Regions from separate parts of the Mus musculus genome. Here all the other regions are linked to region 2. A link is a contact called in public ChIA-PET, HiCAR-type, HiChIP or PLAC-seq and promoter capture Hi-C data. All regions are on one chromosome and are shown on one strand. Each heading gives the region's core, a stretch centred on a gene start, on an enhancer-like site or on the middle of the called end of the contact. The rest is flanking DNA. Distances are from core to core; before and after follow the strand shown. Region 1 holds the start of Slc22a4 (solute carrier family 22 (organic cation transporter), member 4). Region 2 holds the start of Hspa4 (heat shock protein 4). Region 3 overlaps Gm30366 (a long non-coding RNA gene). Region 4 has its middle 45 kb from the start of 9530068E07Rik. Region 5 has its middle 68 kb from the start of Gm30366. Region 6 has its middle 25 kb from the start of 9530068E07Rik. Region 7 has its middle 17 kb from the start of Gm51894.

Region 1 (3,547 bases), core at 290-2,789, 730 kb before region 2:
TCTTCAAAAAATAAACAGCTAGTTCTTGACTCTGTTTATGTTTGTTAGTAATTTGAAGTGGAAGAACAGAACCTAAGTGAGATTCCGACCACAACACACCACCACTCAAGCATTTCAGAAGTAAAGAAACCCTGCGAGTACTCTCACTGGATTAATAAGCACGGATCCAGGCACAGAAGTGCACAGCTTTAATCCCAGCACTTGGGAGGCAGAGACAGGCAGAGCTAGCTCTGTGAGTCAAGACCAGCCAGGTCTACATAGCAAGTTCCAGGACAGCCAGGGCTACATCCGAAGACCCTGTCTCAAACGAACAAAAGTAAAAAGCTAGTGTCCTGGCATACTAGGAGATGCGGCTTAAATGACAGGAAAAGAAATGTAAGTTACTGGTGGGAAGTCAGCCTAACAGTAGGACTCATGGGGGAAACTAACAAAAACAAAGAAAAAAGCAGAAGTCTCCTTCAGTTCCTTGCCAGAGTCTGATGAGACAACCCGGTTTGTGCAAAGTGTTGGGCTACTCAGCCTTACAGTCTCTCCAGGCCTGTGGATCCCAGGCTAGGGGAGCCCAGCTCTAGCTTGGGCTAGCTTGTACACTGTGCCCAGGACCTTAGATGTGAATACTGAGCAGAGAGAGAAAAAAGGCAATCCCGCTTTTGGTTACCCTGCCAGTTCTGAGGGCCAAATCTCACCAGTTTGTCCTCTCTCTGTCCCTTCCTCCCTCTGTTCCTAGACTAGAATGGGCCTTTCTGCAAATAGCCTTTCAGTCCAAGAAGGCTTTGGCACCGTGCCGCAATAAAGGACTCCGGGTGCCCCGAGAGTGCAAAAGGACAAACACCGAGCCCAGGCGTGGTGACTCCTCTATGCTCCCTCAGTGGGCCGACTTCCCTCTGGTGTCTCTATAAAGGCCACAGGGAATCTTTCGAAAGGACACTAGAACGACTCAGGGGCCCGTGATCCAGCCCTTCTAATCCAGGGCGCGCCTCTGACTCAGCATGACCTCGCACATCCTTTTCTGGCTCCAGGTCCACAGTCGCCTCTTTGCAAGGTGAGGATCCTGCTTTTCCAAGGACGCTTCTCGGGCCGCCGCCGTCCCGTGATGGACTACGGCCATGCTAAGGTTCATAAGTGAGTTCCCACGCTGGTGTGTGTGAAGAGGTGGCGCTCCTGTCCCCCACACAGGTCTCTTGGGAGCGCAGACTTGATTAACTGACCGGTCCGCCTGCTCATAATCCAGGCTGGGATTGTGGAGCAACGAACTCCTGCTCCGGGCTAGGCCTGGCTTTCGGGACGCTCCTCCCTGTCGCTCTCCCTCCCACGTGGGGCCGAGAAAGCCGGAGCTCCTAGCTGCACGCGCGTTGTCCGGCCGATTCCGGGCGGGAGGCCTGCGTGGAAGGCCGCTGGGTGCAAGGAACGGAGCAGGAGGCTGAGCCGGCCCGAGAGCTCCGCCCAGATCGGTGGAGTGCAGTGGCCTTTCGCTGCCTAGCCGCACGGGGGTGTGGTCCAGAGGACTCGGCTTCCCGGCGCTCCGCGCCAACCCCTGGGAGTTTTGCAGCACCCACGGCGTGTTTGCACGCAGCCACCTAGGAAGATCCCCTCAGCGCGCCGCAATCGCTGAATCCTTTCTCTCCACCCACCTCCCTCACGCAAGCTGAGGAGGAGAGGTGGAAACATGCGGGACTACGACGAGGTGATCGCCTTCCTGGGCGAGTGGGGGCCCTTCCAGCGCCTCATCTTCTTTCTGCTCAGCGCCAGCATCATCCCCAATGGCTTCAATGGTATGTCAGTCGTGTTCCTGGCGGGGACCCCCGAGCACCGTTGCCTGGTTCCTGACACTGTGAACCTGAGCAGCTCCTGGCGCAACCACAGCATCCCCTTGGAGACGAAGGACGGACGACAGGTGCCTCAGAGCTGCCGCCGCTACCGACTGGCCACCATCGCCAACTTCTCTGCGATGGGGCTGGAGCCAGGACAGGACGTGGATCTGGAGCAGCTGGAGCAGGAGAGCTGCCTGGATGGCTGGGAGTACGACAAGGACATCTTCCTGTCCACCATCGTGACAGAGGTAGGTGGTAGTGCTGGAGCTGGACATTGGGAATGGAGACTCCGTTGCATCCGTGCCCCCAACAGCCCCTGACAGTGCCTGGGTCAGTGTCACCTACTGTCTCAAAACTTCCAGGCACAGAGTGGGGTTGTGAGTGTATTCTCAGCGCACACTCAGAGCTGATGAATTTCTGTGTGGCATGGAGGGGATGAAAAAAAGAGAGTGTTGTCATCAACTGCCTTTTCCTTTCTGAGTTTCACAACAGAGTTTCCCAAGAGCCCTGGTGCTTCCCTGGGCAGGCCAAACCAGACTGTCTTGATTTATAGTCATAGCTATTTCCTTGCTACAGAGAATGGCTACAGTGGTCTGTTGATGGACACAAGGAAGGGTCTTGAGACAGAAGGGCCTCTATGTCGAGGCCCCCACTTTCTCGAAAAAGAGGCAGCAGCCCCTTCCTTGACACTGGTTGGATGTAAGGAGTCAAAACTAGAACCTGGCCTTTGGACACTCAAGGAAAGACCCGTACTTCTGAGGGAAGTGTAAGCTGGTGATCAAGGCTCCAGCTGAGCCCACTGCCTTACCTCTAAGTGATCAGGGAATAGGTTCCCCAAGTCACCAGAGTCTGAATGTGGACCTACTACTCCCTCTTAGTTTCCTGCTGCGTATTTGCTGAGGACCAGGTCATAACAGATAAGACAAGCACTGTTTCTGGCAAGAGCATCACCCAGAACTGATTACCTGCTGTTGGTCAAGCTGGTAGAAAATCTGCCTTCCCACCATTGCTGCTTCTGGTCTGTCTTTTTTTTTCCCTAGGCTGGTTAAACAAAAAACCAACTAGGTTCCTCCCAATGAGATCTCTGGGAACAACAGCCTCAATTTCTTATCTCTTTCCCTCAGCACTACAGAGCAGTCAACAGAAAATGTGTCTGGCCCCAGGGTGTAGACAGCTAGGGTGTGGGTCCCACCTGCAGAGCTCTGATGCCTGTGGGCATGCCAGCTGTGTTGTTAGGAGAGCTGATGTCAGCCCTACTTAGCTGTTGGCCTTCAGGAGCCAAAAATTCAAATCATAGCTTGTTTTATGTGTGACTTTGGGTAAATAAACTCCTTTCTCTTTGTGGAATAACTAGATCTGGATAGACTGCGGGAAGGAGTGTGAAGCAAATCTGGAGCTAAGAGACAGTCCTATCTAGCCAAGAATGTGACTGGTTCTGGGAATAAGAGCCCTGTTGATACCGTAGGTGGCATTCAGGGAAGGGTAAGAGACCAGAACTGCCTCTAGGACCAGCCAGCTTCTGGGTATTCTGAAATGTTGACTGTATTTTGAGAACTGTGGAAATAGCAAACCTAGGGTGTATGTTTTTATTTTCTTCTTTTGAGACAAGGCCACAGGATATCGTCTTGTCTAGCCTGTAACTCAGTGCATCACCAAGGCAGAATGGCTTTGAACTCACAGGGATCCTCTTGCCTCTGCCTCCTAAAGAGAACTACAGATGAATATCAACTCTCCAA
Region 2 (3,241 bases), core at 11-2,510:
CTTGAGGGAGAACAGATATCCCCTGTTGCTCTCTGATGTAGTTTTTGGAGGCAGGGTCTCTCTCTGAAACTGGAGCTCTAGTTTTTGGACTAGGCTGCTAGTCAGGGAGCCCCTCCAGTTAACCTCTTGTCTTTGTCCTGCTAGGTTCTCGATGACAGATCGAGATTGGGATTCAAACCCCAGTCTGTATGGTTTCACAGCACGTATTAACTGTGGAGCCATCTCTCCCGCACGGTTTACTGTGTTGGACACCGTTAGGCACCTATGAACAAGAGGTGACAAATAAGTGAAATTTAAAAATCCTTTCAGTTTTGTGGTGTTGGGGATCCAGTCCAAGGCCCTGAGCCTGCAAGTGTTCTAGCACTGTACTCTATATCCTCAGCCACAAAACAGCCAGAAACCGGGAAACTTAGGATCTTCCTCCTGCACTCTGGGTTGGTAATAATCAGAAACGCGTTGAAGCTGGTTCCCCTCCAGCTTTCCGCAACTGGCTAACGTAGTGGTCACTATAGTTTCAGATTCTTTAGTTTAACGCAGGGTGGGGGCATGGCTGTAAGTGGGTCCCAGCACTAAGGAGAAAAGAGCTTCCGAATTTCAAGGTCATCCTTGAGGACTGTCCTGCAGGACATTCTGTCCCCTCCCCACCTACTCTATATAATAATGTGTTAGCATTCACATAAACGTGACACTGGTCTTAGACCTCCCACTCCACGGAGCATGTGATTTGGACCCTTGTGTCCAGCTCAGGGAAAACACCTAGGACTGAAAGGTCCCTCGTCTGATCACGGGAAGTGAGTGGTTAAAAGTAGGTGGAAGCGTGGCTTCGGATTCTTTTAGTTAGCGCTTGGTTTTAATACTGAGTTTTACGTAGAGCCGAGCTGAAACCCTTAGCGCCCTTAGCAGGATTAACTCGAGTTCACTGTGGGGCCTTAAAAAAAAAAAAAAAAACCCTGCAGAGAGCCTGCAAAGTCACTGCCGGAAGTCCCTCCGCGGTGACGAGCACGGCGGAAGTGGGTTCAATGCAGCTCCCCGAAGAACTGTCTCACTCCCGCTCGCCTGACTTCTGGATGGGAGGCGCCCTGCAGCTCAGGGAGGATTGTGGGGGGCTTCTCCGCGCAGGCTCAGTGGCCCACTTCGCGTCGGACCGCTTCCGTCCCCCCACTTCCTTTCACGGTTCCTGTGCCAGGACGTGACGCCAGACTTCGTCAGACGGGAGGAGCCTTGGGAGGAAAAGCGTCTGAGCCGGGGTCTCGCGAGAACGTTTCGTTTCAGCGCAGTTCTCGCGCTGCAACCTTGCTCCTGTTGCAACGAGAGCCTTCGAGATCTTCTCCGCCTCCGCGACCGGCGCCTCCTCTGCGGCCGTGGAGCCGGAGCCGCGGCCCGAGCGGTAGAGGCCCCCGTCTTTCTCCAAGCCCCAAGCCTCCTAGCGGACGGTCGTCCGGCTTCGCCCGCCCAGCCGCGGCGCTCCACCGGCCCACGCGGCTCGCCCTCTTCCACGCGCCAACCCCGCCGGGTTCCGTGTGCAGTGTCGGCGGCCGGCCCTGGGCCCGAGCCGGAGCAGTAGCCGGCGCCATGTCGGTGGTGGGCATAGACCTGGGCTTTCAGAGCTGCTATGTCGCTGTGGCCCGCGCCGGCGGCATCGAGACGATCGCTAACGAGTATAGCGACCGCTGCACGCCGTAAGTGGGGCTTGGCTGGCGGGGTCGCCTCGCTTTCCGGGCGAGGGTCCGCAGGAGACCCCCGCCGAGTGCCGGGTCGCCCGCGGCTGCCACCTGCTTCGGATCCTGGGCCTGCGCCAGGCACGAGGCCCTTTCGCGCGGGCCAAACGAAGGCTTTGAGCCGGTACTCTGATCGGCGGAGGGCAGGAGCAGGAACTGAAAGAGAAGGCGGGCCTGAGACCGTGGGATGGACCGACCGCTCTCACCTCCTTTTTTGGGGGGGGGGAGGGTTTGGGTGGTTCGGTCTGAAACGAGGTCCAGGGCTTGCTGAGCTCGTCGAATCCAATAGAGGTTCAAACTCGGCCCACGGCGAGCATTTAATAAAAGTTAACTTGCAAGATTGTGGCCTCGGGACTGGGAAGCGCTCTGAGTCCCACGTGAGTGGGGGCGGGGTGGCGCCCGGAAGATGTGGAGTCTGAGTACCCACGGCAGGCCCTGAATAAAGTCCATGCTTTTCTTGATAGCGTTTTAACTCCCTTCATTCGTTTTTGGATATTGAGTTAGGTTGGGTCATTCCTTACCCAGGCTGCTCACCTATTCCTTAACAGCGTTAGTTTTTCATGCTAATGAATTCCAGCCGGAAGGTTGCCACAATTGTTAATGCATGACTCAAGGGCTCTGTTTGACTTCTAGAACTTACATGAAGTTATGGGACCAGTATAGACAAATCTGCAAAAAAAAAAAAAAAAAAAAAAAAGACTCACTCAGAGCTTGCTGGAGTAAAAGGGAGTCTACTTTTTAGATATATGTAGGATTTTTTCCCCCACATTTAGCCCAGGATGACCTAAAATTTTCATTCTGCTTCTGTCTGCTAGAATCTGGTATTACAGGTGCGTTAAAATTTTATTTATCTGGCGCTGGTGGCACAGGCCTTTAATCCCAGCTCTCGCAGGGAGGCAGAGGCAGGCTGCAGTGAGTTCGAGGCCAGCCTGGTTCATAGAGACCATTTCAGGATAGGCAGGGCTACGCAGAAAAGAAAGCTTTGTCTTAAAAAAGATGTTAATCTACTGAATTCCTTTAGGTAAACTTTGGAAGAAGCTCTGTTGTTTTTGGGTTCACAGTCCCAGATCATTGTTTTTATCTTGTTTTTAACCAACCTTCTGAGGCCAGTTTCCTGTCTCCCAGACTGTTTTGAAATAACTTTGTGTCTGGGAATGACTCTTAATCCTCCTCCCTTCATCTCCCAAGTGTACAGGTGTGCAGGCACAACACCCAGTTTGCTGTACAGTGGGGGCTTGAAGCCAGGGCTTCATGCATACAAAACAAGCACTCTACCAAGTAAGCTATTGCCTGGCACCCAATTCTCGAGTTTGGTGCCACAGAGCTCTGGTACCATTATCAGAGTCAGTTTTCAACGTCCCTTCCCACCCCAGTACCAAGCTCTCTTCCCATTTGTCCTTTTTAAGCTAGGTATTATGAGTAGTCTTTGTTTGTTTGTTTCTTTTTTTTGAGACAGGGTTTCTCTGTGTAGCCCTGGCTGTCCTGGAACTAACTCTGTAGACCAGGCTGGCCTCGAACTCAGA
Region 3 (3,602 bases), core at 437-2,936, 640 kb after region 2:
TAGACCCACCCATGTAGGCTCCCTGGTTGATGGTTCAGCCTTTGAGGCCCTATGAACCCAGGTTAGTTGTTTCTGTAGGTTTTTTTGTTTTTGTTTCTTGTTTTGTTTTGGGTTTTTTGTGTGTGTGTGTCCTTGACCTCTCTGGCTCCTACAGTCTTTCCTCTTCCTCTTCCATAGGATTCCCTGAGTTCTGCCTAATGTTTAGTTGTGGGTCACTATATCTGTTTCCATCAGTTGCTGGATGAATCCTCTCTAATAACAATTGGGCTAGGCACCCATCTAAGAGTATAGCAGGATATCATTAGGACTCATTTTATTCATGTTTGGTTCGATCTTAAGTCTCTGGGCTACCCAGCATCTGGGTTCTGGCTCTCAAATCAGCAAGCTCTTTAATGTCATCCATCACACTGTACATCAAGAATTAGTCTGGTGTTTGTTTGGGTGGTTTTGGTTTTATCTTTTATTTTTTGGGACAGGTTCTTACTGTGTAGCTATAGTTAGCCTGGAACTCACTATGTAGACCGGGCTGACCTTAAACTTGGAGATCTCTCTGCCTCTCCTGCCTCCTGCCTCCTGCCTCCTGCCTCCTGCCTCCTGCCTCCTGCCTCCTGCCTCCTGCCTCCTGCCTCCTGCCTCCTGCCTCCTGCCTCCTGCCTCCTGCCTCCTGCCTCCTGCCTCCTGCCTCCTCCTGCCTCTTCCTGCCTCCTCCTGCCTCCTCCTGCCTCCTTCTGCCTCCTCCTGCCTCCTCCTGCCCCCTGCCCCCTGCCCCCTGCCTCTGCCTCTGCCTCCCAAGTCCTTGGATTAAAGGTGTGTGCCACCATATTCCATTGTATGGACATACATACCTGTTGTGTTTTATAAAAAGAAAAAGAAACCAGGGGTATATTTGGTTGAGACACAATATGGTGTAGGGGGAAGGGGGTGTCTCTGCAGGCCCATGCTGAGGCATCCCTTCCCCCTGAGGTACCAGCCATATGACAGGTATAGTCTGGAGTAGAGTTTATTTAGGGTATGGGGAGGGAAGTTGAGGGGGTGGTTTATTTGGTTAGACAGTATAGTATAGGTGATGGGTTTCTCACAGGAGCGTGGGTCTTCACCACTCCAAAGGTCACACAGCAAAGTCTTTCCCAAACAGGTGTGCCGACTTTACAATAGCCTTATAGACAGAGGCCCCCCTCTCCTATTCTTTCTCTGCCTATACCTCTAGCTTCCCTCCAGGACCCCAACATCCCAAGGCCAGATGCAATTAAAACAAAATTGCATGTACCAGGTTGAGACAGGAAGCTGGATTCTCAGGCGTGGGTAATCTGCAGCCCTCTCCATCCTTTCCTTCTGTAAGGGAAGGTCAACAGCCAACAGGACGGACTAGGGGGATCTTTTGGAAGCAGACACAGCAGAACTCCTGAAGGTGGGGACAGTATGGCCTGGAGAATGTACAATGTTTGCATTTCATGTGGGTAAGTAAGCAGGAAAGAAAAACGAGCGTATCTTATTTGAAGTGTTTTATAAAAAGTTTCCAAACTGGATCACAGTATATTCACTGTAGTCCATGCCCACCATGAAGGAATGACCCTTCTGTTACTCCGTACTCTCTCCACAGTGGGCATTTCTTAAACTGTAGCTGCTCTAGTAAATGAGAAGCCTGATTCCCTGTGGTCTTTGTGGTATTTCCTGATGACTAATAAGGTTATGTGTTTTCTTGGATGTTCATTGTCCATTCATATTCCATTCAAATATGTGAAGTATCTGTTCAAACCTTCTGCCCAGTTTGCTGATTGTGTATTTATTTGTATGCCTGAGTCATGGGTTTTTTTTTTTTTAACACACATTATGGGTACAAGAAAAATCTTTGTCAGAAAAATGCACTGAAAATATTTTCTCTCAATCTGTCATTTGTTCATTTCCTCCATGGTGCCTTAAAAAGAACAGATGCTTTTAATTTCAGGGAAGTTGACTATATTGATGGTTTTGAGGCTTATCTTTAATTGTGTGCATGTCAAGGTGTACGTGTGAGTGAGGGGGCCCAAGGAAGCCAAAAGAGGATGTCTGAAGCAAGAGTCACAGGCCCCTGTGAGCCACTCAGCATGGCTGCTGGGACCAGAACTCTGACCTCTGGAAGAGTAGCACACATTCTCCAGCACTGATTCATCTCTCCAATTTACTGGAGGTTTTTGCCTGTCCTTAATTTATGGTTTTGATGTTCTAGATTCCCAGATGAAGAATCTTTGCCTATCCTAAAGTCACAATGACAGTCTCACATTAGATTGTCCCTGAAGGCTTTATACTTTTAACATCTATATTTGGTTTGGTCTAATGCACTTTCCAACACTGTGATAAAAATAAGCCATAAGTAACTCAGGAAGGACTGGGTTTATTTGGTTCATATCTCCAGATCAGAGCCTGTCTTTGAGGGAAGTCAGGGTAGGACCTTAAACAGGAACCTAATGCAGAAAATACAGACGAAAGCTGCTCACTGGCTTTCTTACAGGCTGAGCCTCAGCTAGATTCCTTATACAACCCAGGACCCCCTGCTTAGGGATGGTACCACCCGCAGTGGACTGAGCCCTGCTACACCAATTATCAACCGAGACAATTCCCAGGCATGTTCACAGGCCAATCTGATCCAGACAAGGGTTTGTGATCTAGTTTAATCTTTGCGTATGAGGGAAAATTAGGTCTCTTCTTTTCCCCACATGAGCATCCAGCTGCCCCGGGACCATTTGTTGAAAAGATTATCCTTTCTCCCTCGAATTGCCCTGGCATTGTAGTTGAAAATCAATTGACCACATATGTGAGGGTCTGCGCCTGCACTCTGCTCTGTTTGGGTCATGTCTGTTTCAGCTGATGCCAGGGTCTTCACGTCCTGCTTGCAGCAGCTGGAGCAGAGCCTCCAATCAGGAAGCATAAACCCTCCTTCTAAATTGTTTTTTAGCTATTCTTTGTCCTTCCTGTTTTATATGAAATTTCAAATACCATTTTAAAAGATGGTTAGAAGTACCGCAGATTTCATTGTGTTGACTTTGCCAGGAAAATAAAAAGAAGCTTACCCGAGATCCAGAGATGAAAACTTAGATGCAAAGTGGAGGTTGGTTAGCTCTGTGCAGCGATGGGGAAAATGGCCTATTACTGAGACACAACGTTACCCTGTCAGTAAATGACGCTTTGCACAGAGCTGTGATCACCACCAGCCTCCCACTCCTTGGATCTGTTTGTTTTGTTTGGGAGAGGAATATCTCTTAGACACATATGTCATGATTTTGAATTGTTAATCGAAAAGACAATCAACCTTCAAAAATCCTGTCTCTACTGCTCTGTCTTTTACCAAATACTGACTCCTAGCTTGGGTGCGCAGTTGGAGTCTTCTCGATTCTGGGGAAGGAGTCCTGGACCACATACTGTGACCATCAGGGGTGTGATCAGAGCAACACTACAATTGACATGAAGAGAGAGGAGACAGAGCTCTGTGCCAGCAGTAAGAGCTGTGATGAATAGCACCTTCCATGAGACTTAAGGGAAGGGATGCACAAAAGAGACCAAAGCCACCTTCAGGACTCTAAAATCAGACTATCGTGATAATTTCGTATTCACCGACATCCGATGGA
Region 4 (3,463 bases), core at 856-3,355, 860 kb after region 2:
TCCCTAGGGTTTCTCTCTCTCTCTTCCTCTCTCTCTCTCTCTCTCTCTCTCTCTCTCTCTCTCTCTCTCTCTCTCTAAGATAAGAGGAAGAAGTTTTAACAAGCAGCCAGAAATCAGCACACTTGAGCAAAACACTAACTCATTCTCCTTCTATACAATCGTATAGTTTCCAGGCAAAGATTTCTATTAGACTCTTCTAACATAGAGTAATAATTTGATTTTGTTAGGTGTAGATACCAGAGTACAAATTAGGGGGCTGGAGAGATGGCTCAGCACTTAAAAGCATTGACTTCTCTGTCAGAGGACTCTGGTCTAGTTCCCAGAATCCACATGGTAGCTCATAATCACTGTAACTCCAGTTCCGGGGGAGCCAACATCTCCGTGGGCACTGCACAAATGTGGTGCACATACAGGCAAAATATCCATATACACAAGGGGGGTACAAAATAAGTCCATACCATCTCTTCACACACACATATGCATATACATGCATGCCCTCCACATAGAAAGATACATACACATGCACAGACACATGTACACACATGCATAAACACATAGACACATACATACACATGTACACATGTGCATGCACACACACGTGTGTGCACATGTACACACACACACACACAAGCACACAGAAGGGGGGAGTGTCTTTCCTAGCCTTAGCCTATAAGGAGGCAGACAAGACTAGAGGCTTCTCAGTGAAGCAGTCGATTGGAAGCAGTGAAGCATAGTTGTACCTGGAGCACAACTGGGAGACCGAGGACACGGGTACCAACTTTGGGGAGGCTGCTGGCCATATCCCAGCAAATTTAACATCAGAAAGAATAAAACTATCATAGAGGTTCTAATGTATGAGGGGGTGGAGAGTGCAGGTCGGTGACAATAGAGAGGAGGGAAGGAAAGGAAAGGTCCTTTCTGTACTCATAGATGCCAGCTAAGGCGAGGAGAGGAAATGCTACAACCAGGAAGCTGGTGGAGGTGAGAGACGAGAGGCTGGGAACATGGAGGGAATATGAAGGGTCTGGGGGATGCTAACTGCAGCATACACTTGTGTGACAACTTAAATATAGTAAAATGAAGATCAAGAAGGGAAGTAAGGGAAGGGAGAAGGAAAGGGAAAATGAAAACAGAGAAAATGGGGGGAGGGCAGAAGAGAGAAAGAGAAAGGAGGGGAAGAGAGGAAGGGGAGAAAGAGAAAGAACCAGACCCAGTAAGAATTATGAATAAGGCAGACAGTGGTGGCGCACAGCTTTAATCCCAGCACTCAGGAGGCAGAGGCAGGTGGACCTCTGTGAGTTTAAGGCTATCCTGGTCTACAGAGTGAGTTCCAGCACAGCCAGGGCTACACAGAGAAAGTCTTTCTTAAAAAACCAAAAAGAAAAAAGAAAGCAAGAAAAGAAGATAGGAAGAGGGAGGGAGGGCTGGTGAGATGGCTCAGTGTGTAAGAGCACCCGACTGCTCTTCCGAAAGTCCGGAGTTCAAATCCCAGCAACCACATGGTGGCTCACAACCATCTGTAACAAGATCTGACTCCCTCTTCTGGAGTGTCTGAAGACAGCTACAGTGTACTTACATATAATAAATAAATAAATCTTTTAAAAAATTTTTTAAAAAAAGGGAGGGAGGGAAAGAAAAGAGGGAGGGAAAGAAGAGAGAGAAAGGGAGAGAGAAATCTAAAACTGGGGTTTGGGGGTACAGCTCAGTGGCAAAGGGCTCGCCTAGCAAGCCAGAGGCCATAGGTTCATTCCTCAGAATCCCAAAAAGATAATTTTTAAGAGGCTGAAACTCAGATTATCCAATTTGTCTGTGAGCTGGGGGTGAGAGGCGGGATCTACAGTCCCACAAGGCCAGGCCATGTGGAGAGAACAAGGGTAAGACTAGGAACTGAGACAGAAACCAGGGCAAGGTGAGGGCTTGAAATGGAATCAGAGTTGACTTTGCCTGGGAATAACATCCAGCTTAGATGCAGACAACCAGAGCTCATTCTGGGGTGTGGTGCATGTGGGAGCTAGTGAGCATCCCAGAATTCATTCTGGAGCCAGGCAGGGTCCAGGGTACACAGGACAAGGATGGCATTCACAGCCTCCCCTCCCCCACCCTTGCGGTGCTGGGTCCCAGCTGGCAGGCTCTGTCACTCCTATTTCATGGCTAGTTCACTCCAGCACTTCTGCAAAATTTCCTCAGGAGTAGCAGGCATCTCTTGCCAAATCCAGACAGAGAAGGAGCCTCCTCGGGGCCCAGGCATAATCTACATGGCTACCTCCAGGATAGAGACATGCCTGCAGTGTGGTGCCCCTCTCAGAAGCCCCAGCACAACATCCTGCTCTATCTGGCCAGGATGGAAGCGGTAAAAGGCTTGGGACTGGACACTGCCCATCTGTCCCTCTCTTCCAAGACTGCCTCATCCCTGCCTGTCCCCTAGGGAAGACATTATCCACACCTGTCCACAGCTCCGGCCTCCTGACCACACTGTCCCACTGAGGCAAGGAACCAGCCAGCCATCTTCCTCAGCCTCTGAGCCAAGCAGGTGCTCAGGCTGTGGGGTCTGGGTCAAGAGAAACATAAGGTACAGAAGCCAATTGTCACCTGTCACCAAGGGCAGCTCTCCTGCCTCTTTCAGCACCGTCTGGGGGCTTCTGACCTATTCTCCCTCCTCCTTCTTCCTTGGGGACAAGCTAAGCTCCTGCTTTTGATTTGGGACCATCCAGCCTCAGACAGAGGGAGCCATTGCTGTCAGGAGTGGGTCTGCATGCTGTCTGTTTGTGACTACTGTTTGTATTTACAGCAATAACACGTTTCATGCGTCAGAGGAAAGGTCTGTCACTGCAGGAAATGAAAGGCAAATGAATAACTGTGAAAATTATAATGTGGTTAAACAGGATGCGTAACTGAAGGACTAATAAATGAAGTACCTTCAAAGCCTGAAGAAAAAAAAATGTCCTTTAAAAGCAAGCGTATAAGCCAAGTGAGGTAAGATACACCTGGAATCCCAGCACTTGGGGTGTGGAGACAGGACGATTGGTAGTTTGAGGATATCTTTGGTTACAGAGTGAGTTTAAGGTCAACCTGGGATACAGGAAACACTATCGCAAAAAAAATGTAAATAAAGAAAGAGATTAAGAGTCAGGATATGGACTAGGGAGATGACAATACAGGTAAAATTTTTGTCACCAAACCTTATGACCTGAGTGACCCACAAGGTGGAAGAAAAGAACAGACTCCTGAAAGTCATCATCTCTCTCTGTCTCTCTCTCTGTCTGTCTGTCTGTCTCTCTCTCTCCTATCACCCTGCTTACTCCTGATCAGACATTTGTTTGTCTAACCCCTCTAACCCTTCCATCCCCTTTTCTAAGACTCTGCCCATTGGGGAGGTTACAAGGGTGGAGGGCAGATATGAAGGGGCAGGGGGTTGAGTGGGATTAGGGTGCATGATGTGAAATCCACAAAGAATCCATACAAA
Region 5 (3,309 bases), core at 131-2,630, 790 kb after region 2:
GCTTCATTTGAGGCCTTAGGAGTTGCAGATCAGGAGACACGGATTTGGCAAAATGAAGGTGTATGTCATGAAGAGAACAAAGGTCTCAGGTTTAGGAAAGAGCAAAATTCTATGCTGGCTATTATGGGCTAGGGTAGAAGTCTATGCATCTATAGCTGATGAGTTAAATTGAGATGACAGCTGCAGGCAACTCAGAGGCAAAGTCTTCACTGCCAGCCTACCAGACTCTTAAAATGTTCTAGCTCTGACCAAAGTTATTCCATGAGTTCTTTAAACCCTTGAGAAAAAGACTGAAATAAGCTTTTATTATATGGCTTCTGGGGGATCAAACTTGGGTCTTTGTGCTTGCATGACAAGCACTTTACCGATTGTCCCATCTCCCCATGGCTCTTCTCAGTTACCTTTAGCTCAAAATATATCTTACACCAAAGAGGCACATGGATGGACATCACCTTCTGCTGCTTCACAGTACAGCACAGAAATCAAGAATGTAGGATCAGGAACAGCCTGACCAGGCTCTAAGCCTGGCTGTGTGACCTTATACCAGGCGTGTCCATCTTGGGATCCTGCAGAGTATTATCACACATACATACATACACACACACACACACACACACACACACACACACGCACACAGGCACGCATGCACGCACACACACATGCACACACATACACACATACACGCGCACACACCCACACACACGCACATATACACACACTCATTCCCACATGTATACATGTGGGAAAGTCAGCCTGGCTCTTAAGGAAGAGCTCCTAAGTAAGGCCATAACACCCTCTAAGTTGGGAGTTCTAGCCTCATCCATGCCCCTGTAAAGTTTTTCTTTTCTCACTTGCTGGTAAGACAGAGTTAAAGCTAAAAATAAAAATAAAAATAAAAATAAAAATAAAAAAATGCTGCTGGACACTGTCCTGGCCTCATCTCCACATCCTATCAAGTCCTGAGCCTTGGGTAACCCAAATGCCAAGTCCAGACACTGCTGTGAGTCTGAATCCTGCCCCCACCCTGACCCTTCCTGAGCTGACCCCTAGAGCCTCTGCCCCCTCCCACTGTCACATGAAGGCTCTGTAGCCTCACATCCCCAGGCCTGTATGCTGCCTCCCTTCCTGAGGGAGGCAGAACTAAGGGACCTATGGCAGAAGACAAGTCAATCATTTCACAGGCTGTGCCTTTCAGAACACTGTCCAGTCTGATCCCAGGCGGGCCCCAGTTCCCTCAAAACCTCTGCTAGCATGCCTATGTTGCTCACAGTCCCCACCTTGGCTCTAGGCCAAGTGGCAGTGCCCCTCCCCCTGTGGGCAGATCCCCTGAGGCTGCCACCCACCTAGCTGGGAACCAAGCTTCCCGCGGTGCCACCACATTTCAGAGGCCACAGGTGGCCACTCACCTTTTCTCCCTCTCTTTAAACCACTCCACACAAAGCCGCTTTTATCTGGTTCAAAAAACACACCTTAAAAGCTTTAAAAGTCTTTGCAGTGGTTTTCTCCTGTTCTGGTCTCTTTCAGATGATAATAGTTTTAATTATAACAATCATTATAGCATAATACCTTTAATTTAGGCAATCAGCTCCATTCAGAGTATTCAAATAGAGGAGGCTGAGGGTGTGGAACTGAGGCTTGCTAGGTATTGGTCCCAGAACAGAAGCTCCTGAGCACAGCAGGTACCAGCTGCTTCCTGGAGGCAGAGTGCCTCGGTCTAGAAGTGCCTGGGCCACCCCACCCCACCCCCTCACCTCCCAAGAACAGACCTCCAGGGAACCCTCCAGGAATTCCAAAACAGTAACCTCCAGGACCTCTACAGAATAGCCATATAGGCCTCCTCCCTGATACCCAGAGATTTCACATTCTCGGTCGTCTCCTATCAGGCTCTATGCAAACCTTGCACAAGATGCTTGAATATGCCATCTGCAGCTAGCCCAGCCACACCCTCTCCTTACCCATAAGCTGCAACTGGGGCTGATGAGAAGATTCAGCAGATAAAGGTGCCTGCCACCATACCTAAAGACCTAAGTTCAATCCCCAGGACCTACAAGGCAGAGGAGCAAATCAACTCCCATAAGCAGTCCTCTGACTTCCCCTCACATACTGTGGTAAGCACCCTCCCACGTACAATAAATAAGAGACTGTAGTTAAAGAAAGAACTGTCATGCCAATCAGGTACCAGCTGGCACTGATAATCTTTCATGGCAGTCGAATAAGAATAGTCCCCACAGGTTCATGTATTTGAATGCTTGATCACCAGGGAGTGGCACTACTTAAGAGGGATTAAGAGGTGTGGCTTTGCTGGAGGAAGTGTGTCACTGGGGGTGGGCTTTGGGGATTTTTAGAAGCCCAAGCCAGACTCAATGTCTCTCTCTTCCTGCTGCCTGCAGATCTGGATGTAGAACTCTCAGCTCCTTCTCCAGCACCATGTCTGCCTGCATGCTACCATGCTTCCCACCATAATGATAATGGACTAAATCTCTGAAACTGTAAACCAGCCGCAATTAAATGCTTTCTTTATAAAAGTTGTCTTGGTCATGGTGTCTCTTCATAGCAATAAAACAATGACTAAGATACCATGTTAGTAGGTTGACCAGTTGTCCCAATAAATCTGCTATTTCAGTTTTAGCTCAGGTGTTTTTGGAAGACCCAGTCAAACCAAGATATTTGGTCAGGTTATTTTCAGGACACAGACATTCAGCTATGACCCAAACCTTCTCCTAAGCTGATCAAGGTAGGGAACAAGAGAGGATTTAACAGCCTATCAGATGCTAATAAGGTTATCTTAGTGTTTCAAGGATGCTAAAACAAGTTACCATAAACAGGGTAACTTGGTAATGGGGTAATGGCCCAGCTGGTAACATGCTTTTCTCCTGAGTCCACTTCTCCAGAACTCACATTTAACAAAAAGAAGTCACACATGGTAACACGCATTGGCAATCCCAGTGCTGGAGAGGCAGAGACAGGAGGAACTCTGGAGTCACAAGTCAGCCAGCTTAGCCTACTTGGTGACCTTCAAGCCAGCCCTGGACAATGATTAGGAAATGATGACAGCTGATGTTGTCCTCTAGCCTCCACAAGCACACACCCTAATACTGCATACGTGCACACCTGCACACATATACAAGTAAAGAGAAAAAAATCAGAAGTTATTCCCTCACATATTAGGAAGCTGTGAGTTCAAAAGCAGGGTTAGCTGATGTTTCCTGGAGTCTACAGCTAAGACCCTCTCTTAGCTGCAGATGGGAACCAACCATCCGGCTGCTCTGGGCTTGGATCACATCACACCAGTCTCTGGCTCCATCTTGG
Region 6 (3,314 bases), core at 130-2,629, 880 kb after region 2:
CTCCAATGTTGTCACACAGACCCACACCTGGAACCCGGTGGGAACAGGGCAGTCATACGGAGTCCTGCCTCCTCCCCACAGGTCGGAGTGGCCAGAACCTGGTACCACCACATTCCAACAACACTCATTCCCTTCATCTCTAAAATGGCACCTGGGCACTGTGGATCCCCAGCTCTAGGAAAGGGCAGAACTGTCCCATGGGCTTCAAGCCTCACCAACCCTAGCCATCCTAGACTTGCCCGCTGACCCAGCCACCCAAAATGCCTGTCCCTAAGCCACAGTGCCAAGGTCACATGGGGTTAGGCACATTCTCAGTCTTTGATTCTGGCCAGGTTGCTGGCTCCCTGTGTATCTCTAAGTGTCTTACTTAGGGTCTGCATTGCTGTGAAGAGTCACCATGACCAAAGCAACTCTTATAAAGGACAACATTTAATTGGGGTTGACTTACTGGTTCAGAGGTTCAGTCCGTTATCATCAAGGCAGGAAACATGACAAGCATGGCACTGTAGGAGCTGGAGATTCTACATCTTATTCTAAAGGCAACCAGAAGAAGACCGTGTCCCAGGCAGCTAGGAGGAGGCTCTCAAAGCCCACCCTTACAGTGACACACTTCCTCCAAAAAGGTCACACCACCTAACAGTACCACTCCCTATGTGCCAAGCATATTCAAACCACCACACTAAGGAAGCAGTCCCCAAGTCCCCTTGATGAAGTCGGTCAACATCATCAGCTGAGGCCAAACCAACGTTCAAGTCCACAGTTGTCCTTCACCCTCGGTGGAGCCATGGACAACACTGCCTGAACTCAAGACAAATTGAGGGACATTGATGGATCCCAAGCTTATGCCAGGTTTGGGGCAAGTGAGGATGGAGGTGGGGGTTCCTTCTGAGCTCCTGTCTGTGTAGACTTGGGTTCCCTGTCAAAGCCAGTAGCAATTCCAGGATCTGGTGGAAATGCTAAAAAAAAAAAAAAATAGAGAAAGTGTGCTCTGTGGTGTAGTCACACTGCCCTCTGCTGGACAAACTTAACACGACAAGGAGAACCTGTATTTGTGGACATTAGACAACTACACAAGTAGGCGCTCAGTGTTTGTTGTTTAGTTATTTGTCATGAACGCTCATGAGCATCAGAGAAGGGACAATGGAGTTTGAGCTGAGAAGGGCGAGGAGAAAGAGATCCTGGACCAGGCTTGGGAAATGGCCAGGATCAGGCGAGCCTGAAGGGAAGAGTGTCTGAGCCTGGGCAGAGGAGCCAAAAGGACACGTGCCACTTTTGTTTGAAGAAAATGTGCATGGTCTCTGCTTAGAGGTGGATGGGGAAGCTGTTGCCTATACCCTGTGGGCCCCTCCCCTTCCAGGGCTAGCTCTAGCCAGCCCTGCCGCCTATTTCCCAGAACAGACTCTGCAGTCCCAAAGGCTCCCACGCTGAGACACCAGCTCCCCTGACTGGCCTTAAGCTACAGGGGCTGAATCTCAAATGAGCCACCAAGACCTCGCTGTTTTCGGCTCCATCGAGATAAGAAAACACCACGAGAAGTAATTGACAAGAGTTAATAATTTAACAATGCAATAGACCTTGTAATTAAAAATAAGCTGAAGGAGCTCACAAAGTGATTACAGTGGTGTTTCAAGGCCCAATTACATCAAAAGTGCCTCTCGCTGCGTCAAAAGAGAGAAGCGGGCCAAGAGGACAAGTCAGGAAAGAGGCCCACTAGGGCACAATCATTAACTACGAGTGTCACCTCTAGGCTGTAAAAACACGTCAGGTACACATGGCCAGTACTGGCTGACACCTTCCCCCAGCCCAAGACATTTAGGAACTGCCCCCAGCCCCTTCCCCCTTCTCCCTTTTCTGGGGAAGCGTCTGAAAAATCTCAAGCCTTGCCCCATCTCTCCCCACCCCCTCTGAAGTCTCAGATTCTTTTCCTTCCGGTGAGCTTTAGTGGGCAATATCAAACAGCTCCCTTGATTTATGCACCAAGCCAATGAATAAAACACTGTTCTTCTCCAAAGCCAGCACCCATGCCCACTGTGCTGAGAGAAGTTTGCCTTACAGCCGTCACCCGGGTCACGGCCTCTTGGAACTCTGGGTAAAGTTTTCTCTGTCTTCGTAGAGCCAATGCTGGTCTCTCTGTTCAGTTACCCGTTCTATCCTGAAATCACAACACTCCACCAGGTCCAGATATTTGTACTTAGAGGCTTTGGGGATGAAATCTCCAGACCTGATTTTTTTCTTTAATTTTAATGCATGAGCCCCTGTCATCTTCAATAATCCTGGTTATCCTTTTACAGATACTTTCTCCCTAGAAATAAATAGCTGTTTTCTGATAAATCTAAGCCCACCCATGGACGGCACTGTGTATATTAACACCATCCTGCCCCTAGTGATGGAGAGGGCTGGGTGACACAGCAGGAGACACGGAGAGCAAGGATGGGCAGCCGGGCAAGGGATGACCAAGGTGTGTTCCACACTGACGGTTTATCCACCGCTGTGGCCAAAACAACTCTGAGATGACAGCTCTGCCTGCTTTTCCTTTTTTATACCAGAGTCAAAGGGCTCAAAGACCATGACCAGGGAAGAAAGGCAGGGGTGTACGTACAAGGTACAGTGAAGAAGCCAAGCACGTGTTTCTGCAAACCTAGCAGTTTCCTGGAGCCTGAGGCAAAGGACTGCTCAGAGACCCCTGCCCCCTTCAACAGAAACTGAAATTTCAGAGAAAAGAAAGGCACAAGAACCACAGGCCCGATGCCATTTCCTGTCCCAGTGTGAGTGGGCTCAGGACACAAAAAAAAAAGAGAGCTACCCCTTTCTACTTCTTAGAAACCTACCCACTGGGGTCTAGATGGCTCAGTGGTTAGAGGCATGTACTGCTCCGGCAGAAGATCCGAGTGTGGTTCCCAGGGCCCAAGCCAGGTGGCTCATGTGCAATGCCAGCCCTAGGGGATCCAATGTCTTCTCATGCCTGCATTCATGTAAACGTGCATCCTTACATGTGGGGGAGATGTATAATTAAGAAATAAATCTTACAGAAAAAAAAAAAAAAAAAGAAAGAAACCCAGAGATAGACTGGGTGATTTTGAAGATGCTGAGAGGCTGTGAAGAGAGGGTGGGCGGGGCCCTGAGCAACCCAGAGGTGTGATCTAAAGGACCACACCCAGTGCTCCAGCAGGCTCCACCCCCTCGAGCTCACACAGCTGCTCTTCTGGAAGAGGAGGGAGAGAACCAGTCTCCAACGCTCCAAGCTTCTCCTTCTTCTTTTCAGCTATGGAGACACAGCTAGGTCAGGCTTTTTCGTTTTGTTCTGGAGTTTTGGG
Region 7 (3,333 bases), core at 429-2,928, 960 kb after region 2:
TGTATTGCACGCTGACCTCCTGATTTTGAATTCCTGATCCGACTGCCTCTATCTCCCAAGTTTTGGGATTACAGCTGTGCACCATAGACACCTGGTTGGCTCCACTTGTGACTTTTTGCTTTTGTTTTTGTTTTTGTTTTTGTTTTTTGAAACAGTGTTTCTCTGGGTAGTCCTAGCTGTCCTGGGACTCACTCTGTAGACCAGGCTGGCCTCCAACTCACAGAGAAGCACCTGCCTCTGCCTCTACCTCCCAAGTGTTGGGATTACAGGTGTACGCCCCCACTCGCTGTTCACTCGTGGCTTTACCAAGATGTCCACTCAGGGGTGTTTTCAATTCTGCTCCTGTGGAATCAGTGGGGTGGGCGGATGTGCTGCAGAGCCCCCTCCTCCCAAAGCACCTGCCCACACACCTACGACAGCCAGGGGGAAAGCAAATGGTGTCATCACAGCCCTTCCAGTGCCAGGGGAACCCCCAAAAAGGCCCAGGTTGGGCTCTCCATATTATCTTTTGCTCATCAATGAGATGTCTTCTCTGACGGCAGCACCCAGAGTTCACTATGACATCTCCAAAGTGAGAAATGGGTCCTCAGGAGGCTTCTGCCTGCTTTACTTTAACTGGCCAAGGACTCAGCAGGGAGGCCTGGGAGCCTCTCTATATAATGTGCAAAACAAGGCTGTGTATCTTGCCCAAACGAGCTATGTCTCTTTCACAATAAGAATTAAGGACACACACACACACACACACACACACACACACACACACACACACGCCAAAACACTGACTTGAGCTGAGCATGAACCATTGGGCAGACTTATGCCTAACACTAATACTGGGGAGGCTGAGGCAGGAGGATCCCCATGAGTTCAAGGCCACCCTGGGCTACGTGTAAGACCTATGGTAAAACTAACAAATGGCTGGAGATGCAGCTGTTGGTAGAGTGTTTGCCTAACACGCACAAAGCTCTGGGTTCAAACCCCAGTGCTGTTTACCAGGGTGTGGTGGTCCACGCCAGTGTTGCCAGCACTTGGGAGGTGGGAACGGAACGATCAGACTGTATAGTTCATCTTTGGCTACACAGTGAGATTCAGGCTAATCCTGGTTCCTTGAGACCTCGCCTCAAAAAACAAATCCCTCAGGGGCTGGCTGCCATCCGGATTGCCACATGGGCAAGAAGGGAAGAGGTTAAAGCACTTTGGAGGAACAGCCACAGACCCCAAAAGGGCACAGCCATAAAACCTGGGTCCTAGGTACTGTGGGGGCCTCTGCAGAGTATCGGAAAGAAGCAGGAAGCCGGCCTCAGGCCTGACAGTGTGTCCCCAGTGGCCCCAGGTTCCCGCAGCTGGGGTCAGGGCTGAGCCTGGTAGCCTGGAAACTGAATTTCAGAGAAAGACAAGCTTTGCTTGATCACCTGGCAAAGGATCTCTGAGTCTTGCCTAGGACCCCAGCCGGCTGCCTTCCCCATGTGGTCCTATCCTGGAGCCCCATAAGGACCCCCACCCAGGTCAGAGCATCCTGGGGGGGTCATTCCCTGAGGATTAGGGCCCACCCAGGGTGACCTTGCCAAACAGTGCTCTGGAGCTAGGCACCACCCCCCCCCCCAAGGCCACCACACACCCCTCAGCCACCACCCTTGGAGTTCCTGAGGTGACCCATTTCCCTCTCTCTTCTGCAGCTTCAAAACAAACCAAAACACAGACCAACATCCTTTGTTTGTTTGGAGGATCAGAGCCGGGGAGAGCGCTCTGTGGGTTTTCACTTGAAAACAAGGTTGTTTGAGTGGGGAGCAGAAACCCAAGGCAAAGGACAGAGTCTCTTGTGGCCACGTGCTTTCTGGATGAGTCAGGGCAGGGCGGGGGAGGGGGACACTCAGCAGCAAGGCTGTCTGCTCACCGCTTTGAGGGGCCGGAGCCATGGCCACCGCCACTCACGCTGGGTAGCGTTTCTTTGAGGATAACTAGGCCCAGGTAGGGCCAGGCTTCTCATTCAGTGGCTCCAGAATTCCTTACATGGGTGGGAATGGATTAAGTTGATGCAAGCCCCTAGTGCAAATTTATCTCCATCCCTTAGTTCACAGGCCCAGGCTAGATGTCCTGCCCCAAGGGACAGGCTTGGCCCATCTAGCACGGGCTGTCTCCAGGGTGTGCAGTCAGGTCCTGTCCAACTGACCTGTTGGATCTGAGCTTCCTGGTGAAACTGGAATCTCTGAAATGCCTGCCTTCAGGAGAGGGTACGCGGTAGAGCAGAGACTAGCATACCCTTTGGGCGCCTGTGGTCTCCACACAGAGTGTGTGGGTGTAGGAGACAGGCTGATGGGGACTGCCTCTCGGCAGCCTTCACGGGCACCTGTGAGTGGCAGTCTGAAGGGTGGTGGCCGGCAGACAGCCTATAGAGTGATATTCCAAAGCCTGAACCATTGTAGCTCCCGGCTGATTCCTGGTCTCGCCTGATAGTTTTAGATGCACCATCTTATTTGTTCTTCACAGGCAGTTATGCTAGAGTGGATGAGGCCGCCGGGGTTCAGAAAGGCAGAGCAACTACTCAAGGACACACAACAAGCCAGACTAGGAGCAGCTCAGCTTTGGACCACACCAGGGCCAGGAACTAACTCACTCAGAGCAGGATTCAATTGCCTGGTGGGAGGTGACTATAGAATGAGGACTTTCGCTGCCAACAGCTCCTCATTCTCATTCTGATGGCGCACTCATGATGGGGATGGGTAGGCTTTTGTTAAAGGCCACCATTTTTTAGTCCTTAGGAACTGAGCAAAGCAGTGGCTCCCAATCTCATCCAATCCTCCCTGCATCCCCAGAGGGAGGTATCTTCATTAGCCCATTTCAGAGATGATAATGCTGAAGCAGGGGTCTGCAAGATGGCTCAGCGGCTAAAGGCGATTGCTGCCCAGGTCTGGTGACTGAAGTTTGGTCCCCGAGATCATAAAAAGTGGAAGGAGAGAACCAACTCCACAGAGCTGTCCTCTGACCTCCGCACATGTCCCCATAGTAGGCGTGCTTCCTAACACAATAATAACGTGTAAGATAAAATAAGAAAGAAAAAGCTGAGCAGACGGTGCCTTTCTAAAGCACTGCACGGCAGGCGCTCTTCTGGATCCCACCCAGTCTCCCCTTCCCTCCTGGGGGTCTGCTCTAGGATCAACTTGAGTTGCACTTTGGAACCTAAGCTTCAAGGTCACCCCCTCTTGCTGGCGGGACATCTGCACGGGAACTCTGTTCCTTCCCACCCTTGCTCAGCTTACATGGCACAGGTGTGCGCCAACGGCCCCCACCAACGGCAGCCAACATCCGGGTGTCTGCTCCCCACCAGTGAAAGACCTG

What was found. Promoter capture Hi-C pulls out the DNA fragments that hold promoters and counts their contacts. HiChIP or PLAC-seq counts read pairs in DNA pulled down with a chosen protein or histone mark. ChIA-PET counts read pairs in DNA pulled down with a chosen protein or histone mark. HiCAR-type assays count read pairs that join an accessible place to other places.
Region 1: a contact with region 2 is called in a promoter capture Hi-C map of erythroid cells, with 4 times the contacts expected there. The contact joins the promoter of Slc22a4 here to the promoter of Hspa4 in region 2. A contact is called at or near these places in 1 of 39 promoter capture datasets (erythroid cells) and 1 of 115 datasets of contacts at active chromatin or transcription factors (pancreatic cancer cells).
Region 3: a CTCF HiChIP or PLAC-seq map of the NIH/3T3 cell line shows a contact between it and region 2, with 6 read pairs. The contact joins the enhancer-like site here to the promoter of Hspa4 in region 2. A contact is called at or near these places in 2 of 39 promoter capture datasets (the 3T3-L1 cell line and hippocampal neurons), 1 of 15 datasets of contacts at CTCF or cohesin (the NIH/3T3 cell line) and 2 of 115 datasets of contacts at active chromatin or transcription factors (cardiomyocytes and embryonic stem cells).
Region 4: an H3K4me3 HiChIP or PLAC-seq map of forebrain shows a contact between it and region 2, with 11 times the contacts expected there. The contact joins the enhancer-like site here to the promoter of Hspa4 in region 2. A contact is called at or near these places in 1 of 39 promoter capture datasets (the 3T3-L1 cell line), 1 of 15 datasets of contacts at CTCF or cohesin (the NIH/3T3 cell line), 1 of 484 Hi-C or Micro-C datasets (uterus), 15 of 115 datasets of contacts at active chromatin or transcription factors (bone marrow-derived macrophages, craniofacial prominence, differentiating embryonic stem cells and 12 more) and 1 of 9 other capture datasets (embryonic stem cells).
Region 5: an H3K27ac HiChIP or PLAC-seq map of embryonic stem cells shows a contact between it and region 2, with 3 times the contacts expected there. The contact joins the enhancer-like site here to the promoter of Hspa4 in region 2. A contact is called at or near these places in 3 of 39 promoter capture datasets (the 3T3-L1 cell line, embryonic stem cells and hippocampal neurons) and 6 of 115 datasets of contacts at active chromatin or transcription factors (the NIH/3T3 cell line, astrocytes, embryonic forebrain and 3 more).
Region 6: a contact with region 2 is called in a HiCAR-type map of kidney, with 11 times the contacts expected there. The contact joins the enhancer-like site here to the promoter of Hspa4 in region 2. A contact is called at or near these places in 3 of 39 promoter capture datasets (the 3T3-L1 cell line and liver), 1 of 15 datasets of contacts at CTCF or cohesin (the NIH/3T3 cell line), 1 of 484 Hi-C or Micro-C datasets (the N1E-115 cell line), 20 of 115 datasets of contacts at active chromatin or transcription factors (the 230-238 cell line, DN3 thymocytes, the NIH/3T3 cell line and 17 more) and 1 of 9 other capture datasets (embryonic stem cells).
Region 7: a contact with region 2 is called in an RNA polymerase II ChIA-PET map of effector CD8 T cells, with 25 read pairs. The contact joins the enhancer-like site here to the promoter of Hspa4 in region 2. A contact is called at or near these places in 1 of 39 promoter capture datasets (hippocampal neurons), 1 of 484 Hi-C or Micro-C datasets (embryonic stem cells), 16 of 115 datasets of contacts at active chromatin or transcription factors (bone marrow-derived dendritic cells, bone marrow-derived macrophages, effector CD8 T cells and 10 more) and 2 of 9 other capture datasets (embryonic stem cells and macrophages).

What each region holds. Positions count from the first base shown.
Region 1 is chr11:54,026,096-54,029,642 of GRCm38.p6, reverse strand. Slc22a4 (solute carrier family 22 (organic cation transporter), member 4) reads left to right here and starts at 1,539. Exons shown (of 10, transcript NM_019687.4): 1 at 1,539-2,059. The coding sequence starts at 1,667.
Region 2 is chr11:53,298,498-53,301,738 of GRCm38.p6, reverse strand. It overlaps Hspa4 (heat shock protein 4), which reads left to right and starts at 1,260. Exons shown (of 19, transcript NM_008300.3): 1 at 1,260-1,679. The coding sequence starts at 1,573.
Region 3 is chr11:52,654,390-52,657,991 of GRCm38.p6, reverse strand. The region is part of intron 2 of Gm30366 (a long non-coding RNA gene); the gene reads right to left. Among named protein-coding and RNA genes, the nearest start is that of Gm39823, 50 kb to the left of the region's middle. Within about 2 kb of position 1,686, at least 33 of the 459 cell types and tissues checked have an H3K27ac peak or open chromatin away from gene starts, as enhancers often do. A contact at or near this core is called in the NIH/3T3 cell line, where this site is marked.
Region 4 is chr11:52,439,928-52,443,390 of GRCm38.p6, reverse strand. No RefSeq gene overlaps it. Among named protein-coding and RNA genes, the nearest start is that of 9530068E07Rik, 45 kb to the right of the region's middle. Within about 2 kb of position 2,105, at least 1 of the 459 cell types and tissues checked has an H3K27ac peak or open chromatin away from gene starts, as enhancers often do.
Region 5 is chr11:52,510,237-52,513,545 of GRCm38.p6, reverse strand. No RefSeq gene overlaps it. Among named protein-coding and RNA genes, the nearest start is that of Gm30366, 68 kb to the left of the region's middle. Within about 2 kb of position 1,380, at least 4 of the 459 cell types and tissues checked have an H3K27ac peak or open chromatin away from gene starts, as enhancers often do. A contact at or near this core is called in embryonic stem cells, where this site is marked.
Region 6 is chr11:52,419,281-52,422,594 of GRCm38.p6, reverse strand. No RefSeq gene overlaps it. Among named protein-coding and RNA genes, the nearest start is that of 9530068E07Rik, 25 kb to the right of the region's middle. Within about 2 kb of position 1,379, at least 3 of the 459 cell types and tissues checked have an H3K27ac peak or open chromatin away from gene starts, as enhancers often do. A contact at or near this core is called in kidney, where this site is marked.
Region 7 is chr11:52,339,661-52,342,993 of GRCm38.p6, reverse strand. No RefSeq gene overlaps it. Among named protein-coding and RNA genes, the nearest start is that of Gm51894, 17 kb to the left of the region's middle. Within about 2 kb of position 1,678, at least 73 of the 459 cell types and tissues checked have an H3K27ac peak or open chromatin away from gene starts, as enhancers often do. A contact at or near this core is called in effector CD8 T cells, embryonic stem cells, epiblast stem cells and 1 more, where this site is marked.